Linked DNA regions of Rattus norvegicus: region 1 is linked to region 2. Evidence: chromatin contacts called from public Hi-C data. All regions are on one chromosome and are shown on one strand. The core of a region is the stretch at or near the end of the contact, and the rest is flanking DNA. Distances in the headings are between cores, read along the strand shown. Region 1 overlaps Thrb (thyroid hormone receptor beta). Region 2 has its middle 43 kb from the start of Nr1d2.

Region 1 (2,700 bases), core at 40-2,539, 390 kb after region 2:
AGTGGCCCATATTTTACCTGGGACTCTTCAACCTGTGAGGTAGATTTATCTTTGTCAGACACAAAACATAACTGCAAACAAAAAAGAATTTGGAAGGGTCACGTATTTTTCTTTGTTTTCTGTGTGTATGTGGTCTACGCATGTGCACATGCTTATGTATGTGCAAGGGTGTATGTAAGGGTGCACACCAGAAGGCCAGAGGTCTCCTTCAGCTCTCCTCCTCCATTACTTCTCCAGCTATTTAATTAACAATTAATTAATTAACAATTAATCAATTAACAATTAATTAATGATGGTATGACATTTGGGACTCTAGAAACTTCAGAGTATATAAATGCTAAAGCCCCAATAGGGGGGTTGTTGGTTGGTTGTCAGTCGAGGTTTGTTAAGTAGTTTCGAGCAACTAAGAAACAACAAGAAGAAATTAGATATCCTCCCATGGAAGATCAAACTTGCCCCAAGGAACTTGAAGTCCCTAATCAGCAGGAATTAGTTGCCCCTTTTCCAGCCCCTGACTTTATTTTGGGATCTCTTTCCTTTCCTCTCTATCCTTTCCTCTCTCCTATCCAGTGTTGCGGGGTCGGAAGGGTAGAAGAAAAAAAAAAGGGTAGAGAGGGTGGAAGGAAGAAGAACCCACAGAGTAGTAAGAGACAGGTGACAGGCTAGATTAGCCAGGGAGCCTCCTGGCTGGGCCTTGCCCAGGATCAGGTTACAGGTCTGTACTGCAGAGCCCATTCCTGTGGATGCTGGGGACAGCCACGCAGGTCTTCATACTGGAAAGGCAAAGGCTTTACCAACTGAGACATCTTTCCAGGTCCACACCTTTTGCTGTCCCTATAATAGTTTTACATTGTTAAGATCACACACATCAACAATTGTAAGGCAGAGAAGGAATCGATTTAAGATCATTAGGAAAAGGGGAGTGTGAATTTCCCAGTAAACATTACAGACAGTCCTGAGTATACAGACAAGAATGATCATGGTCACATGATGGGGTCCAATCCTCGGTACCGTGGCAGCGCTCACATCTAGGTTTTAATCTCTTAGTGAACAGGGGCAACAGTGAGCTGGCCCCCAGTCTCCAAGGCAATGTGCAGATAGAGTGAGAAAGACTGTCTTGCAGGCACTGAGCTAATGGTGTTAGCATTCTTAGGTCTGCTGGACCAATTACAGAGTTTAATCCCTGATATTAACACATCTGAAGAAAGGAAAGGTCAGGTCCTGGAGCTTGGCCACTTCAGATAAACTGAGCTCAAAGGAAACAAACTTTGGCAGTGAGTATCAGGCACTGCCCACAGGAAGAAAGTGGAGTCCAATAGCTATAAGCACCCAGTTAGCGACCTCGGGTGGGAGCACGGGCATTTCCCTGGCCTTCTCCATGGCTCACAGAAATGTCCTTCAAGACTGTGGCTGTCAGTGGCTCAGAGAACTCTACTGATCACCTGACTGCACATTCGACACTCTAAGGATCCAAGGGAAGGTTACGGGAGGCTCCTAGGTCTACAGATTTCTGTTCTCCTAGGAAACATTTCCCCTTTATTTTCACTAAGATTCACTCATGTGCAGACCTTCAAGGCTCATGGGTGAAAGGCCTCACCGTTTTCTTCATTGTTTGAAAAATGCTATTTATTTAGCATTGACATTTTTAGAAGGACAATTTCAAATACACTCCCAACTTTCGCAGGAATCAAATAGCTAATTTCAGTCTCTAGAACACTAATGTAAACAGATCGCACCCAGCATGCATGGTCACTACCCATGGTCTGAACCACTCCTTGAGTAGCCGATACTCTTTTAAACACAGGAAAATCTCTTTATCGAGTCATCTTTTCCCCCAAAACTGGCTTCTCTCTACAATGTATTCAGGAATTTCTCTCATTCCCATTTTTGGTGAAATTCGTTGTGATGAATAATTCTTTTACCCTTCACTCTCAGCCCAGAACTCATAAATACAATAAAATATTAGATTCCTAAGTCAGTTGTTTATGTCAGCCAGATTCTACCCTGAAAGTTACATCTTTTTACATGATAAAAGATTCAACAGTCTTTAACACAAAAATAGAAACCCAAGGAAGACAATAAAAGGTATTTTTCTTTTGAATTTAATTCTTTGCTTTGCTGATATAATTTTTTTTATTAACTTGAGTATTTCTTATATACATTTCAAGTGTTATTCCCTTTCCCGGGAAGACAATAAAAGGTATTTTTCTTTTGAATTTAATTCTTTGCTTTGCTGATATAATTTTTAATCGATTTTGACATATAAGGCAGAAATAGTCAACTATTTATATCTTTACCTGATAAGTATACATTTCTGTTAGCCTCCTTTCTCTTATAGGTGAAGAAAATTGCACGCACCTATGAATTTGTCAGTGACAAGGAAGTGGCACTGGAATAAATCTTGGTTTTCACCCCACTACTCAGATCTCACACTTCTGGATGGGCTGACCCGTGTTTCACAACTGGATGTCACTTGGCTTCCCTTCCTCTCTCAGAATGAGTGAAACAGCAGTGTATCATACTGTTGTCATTACACCACATCCTGACACATCGTGACAGTGCCACAGTGTCACCAGGTTCACGCTGGGAACCAGCCATGTGCGTGTGTGAGCACGTGTGGGAGAATGTGAGAAAGTCTGTCTGTGACTACATTTCTATGTTGATCAATCCTGCTGACAGAAAGCCAAGCACATGCTCCAG
Region 2 (2,700 bases), core at 168-2,667:
TAAAAATGACGGTTGTGAAGGTGGACGCTGCCACACTAGCCTTCTAGAGGATCACATTTCTCTCTAAGGTGAGCGGAAATGAGTGTTCCTACTGTTTGACTTTTTCTCCAACGAGAAAACAGAGACCTCAACTCCAGATGCCTTCCACTGTCGCTGACCAGGCATTTATGTACACACTGATTTAAAAAAAAAAAACAAAAAAACATTTTTCAAATTATTTCCTAATCCAGGCAACTTAATGGCAAGTAAGCTAGTCTTTAAAGTCAGCTCTATGAGGGTGGCAGACCTGTCTAGCTCTTGGGAATTCTTCACGTGCACACACAGATTTTTAAGACAACCGTGTACCACAGTAAAGCTCTCTCAGTCTTGACAAGATGCAGCCCTTTCCCATCAGTGCAATCTTACGGTTTCCGACCACCTTTATCTTTTCTGAAAAAGACTTTTTCAGTGGCTTTGGATGTAGTTATACTGCCCTCGTGGGAGCCCACTGACGGGGAAAGAGGTACATCTGCGAACGAAGAGGGACCATTTCCTTCCTCCCTCATCAAATTCTCATCGGAAAGGTCAGGAGTGAGTTCAGCGGTTACATTGAAGCTGCTTTTGAGGGTCTTAATGTTATTCCATCGGTTAAATAGTCAGATGTTACCACGAATCCCTCAACTTTACCATCACAGTCACCTGCGGATGGCGTGAGGCATACCTCTGATTACTTGCTGAGAGCCTCCATCCAAACCTTATTACATACAGTGAGGTCAAGTGAAAAAGGAGGCTCCGGAACGCACAGGCTCAGAGCTCCATCAATCTGACTGCTGTTTGGAACCCAGATGTCTTCTTTGTCCACGAACAGTGAAGGAGCCAGCGGAGCAAAGATGAGCATTTGTAAAATGTCTAAATAACAAATTTTTCACAGTGGAGGCCGAGGCAAGAGCTCAAGCCCTGAGAGCTACATCAGGAGACCCTCCCTCCTGTATCAAGGAGAAAGGCTGCGTTACCTGCTAATTCTCAGTTGCCCAGCAGGAGGCGCTCCAGCACCAGAGATTTCACCGCAGGTTACAATCCAGAGACATGAGACCCGTTTTGGCTAGCGTTTGTTTTTCAGGCTAAAAAGGAAAGCTGTTAGGAAAAATAAACAGTTTATCAGGGACTGGACGAAGACGGTTGAGGGGAAAGACAAGCTGTCTCATCAAGGGCAGGGAAAATGTCCCTGCACAAGTAAAAGCCGAGCCGCCTATAAGCATGGTTTTAAAAAAACAAAACAAAACAAAACAAAACAGAAAAACAAAAACAACAACGAAACTTCAGAGGAGGAAGAAAAACAAAAGTTTGGAAATCAGAGGGAACCAGAGGACGTAGAGACCGTCCACAGGCCTTGGTAGATCAGCGGGAGCAGCGGAGGGAGTGCGCTTGGGAAATGAGATTGAGTTTGCACTTAGGGTGCTGGCAGGTCCCAAGTGCACAAGCCACGTAGGTCTGACCTGGGCTGGCTTTGACCTCAAGATCCTGGAAATCACCCTGGTATTGCCGGGAAGTGAAGTTAGTAGAATGAGACGGGGCTGGGGCTGTTTGACAGCCTAATTAAGTCATTTACGGCGGAAATGGTTGTATTTAGGGAGTGCCATTTGTGTTGGCCTATCGAGGGTTATGGCGATGCCCCGAAGGCCAGGGTTTACTCCTGCACTTGACTGGTAAAATAGCTTTTCTTCAGAATTTTTTTTTAAACGATTTATTTTACTTTTAATTCCGTGTGTGCGTGTGTGTGTGTGTGCGTGTGTGTGTGTGTGTGTGTGTGTGTGTGTGTGTGTGTGTGTGTGTGAATGTATAGGTGCTCTTGGGAGGTCAGAAGTGACAGATCCCTGGAGATGGACTTAGAAACTCTTGTGAGCCAACTGAAGTTGGTGCTAGGAACCAAACATAGGTCCTTGGAAAGAGAGAGCAGTCTGTGATACTGACCAGATAATAAATAAATAAATAAATAAATAAATAAATAAATAAATAAATGTGGGAGAGTTCAGGAGAGGTGGCTGGTGAGACGTCCTAGCAGACTGCAGAGTGCTGGGGTCATAGGTCTTCCGTATTTGGGATTCTTGGTGTGCGTGTCCATGTGTGCATGCGTGTTGTGAGCACTTGGCGTGCTCTCCCATGGTGGTTGTTTACGTTGTGCATCTTCTCACATCTTTCCTGTGACCGTGTCAGCTATGTTGATTGGTAACAACGCACAGGAGAGCCTAGCAGGGCCATGTACTTACTGGCTCGCCCTTGACAGACGGTTGGTCCTCCTCTGTTTGGGGAAGGGAGCACACAGCTTTAGGAGGGACACACGTGGAGCAGTGAGGGAGGGAGGGAGGCCTAACCAGCCAGATCAGCGGAAATAATCCTGGGGACATCTGGGGACATTCAGATCAGCTGAAGCAACAGTCGGGTGACAGATGTCTTTGAACAGCTGTTTGGAACCCCAGGTAGAGAACAGGTAGCTAGCTACTCTCCTGTCTCCACTCTTCATCATCGCACTGAGGTTATGAAACTGCGCACAACCCGGCTGGCTTTTTTGCTTGGTGCTGGGTTTGAACTCAGCTCCTTAGGATTCCACAGCAAGAGCTCTTACTCACTGAGACATCTCCATAGCCTACCAAATTATTAAGTTTTTAACTTAAAAACTTTCAAACTCGCAGAGAGGGAATTCTCAGGGTACTGCCCACTCCT

Evidence for each region. Hi-C and Micro-C count contacts between places; a contact is called where the count stands out from the background.
Region 1: a Hi-C map of liver shows a contact between it and region 2, with 5 times the contacts expected there. The contact joins two enhancer-like sites. A contact is called at or near these places in 5 of 12 Hi-C or Micro-C datasets (hepatocytes, kidney, liver and 1 more).

The regions. Positions count from the first base shown.
Region 1 is chr15:10,384,667-10,387,366 of GRCr8, forward strand. The region is part of intron 1 of Thrb (thyroid hormone receptor beta); the gene reads right to left. Among named protein-coding and RNA genes, the nearest start is that of Thrb, 75 kb to the right of the region's middle. Within about 2 kb of position 1,290, at least 5 of the 93 cell types and tissues checked have an H3K27ac peak or open chromatin away from gene starts, as enhancers often do. A contact at or near this core is called in liver, where this site is marked.
Region 2 is chr15:9,996,579-9,999,278 of GRCr8, forward strand. No RefSeq gene overlaps it. Among named protein-coding and RNA genes, the nearest start is that of Nr1d2, 43 kb to the left of the region's middle. Within about 2 kb of position 1,418, at least 10 of the 93 cell types and tissues checked have an H3K27ac peak or open chromatin away from gene starts, as enhancers often do. A contact at or near this core is called in liver, where this site is marked.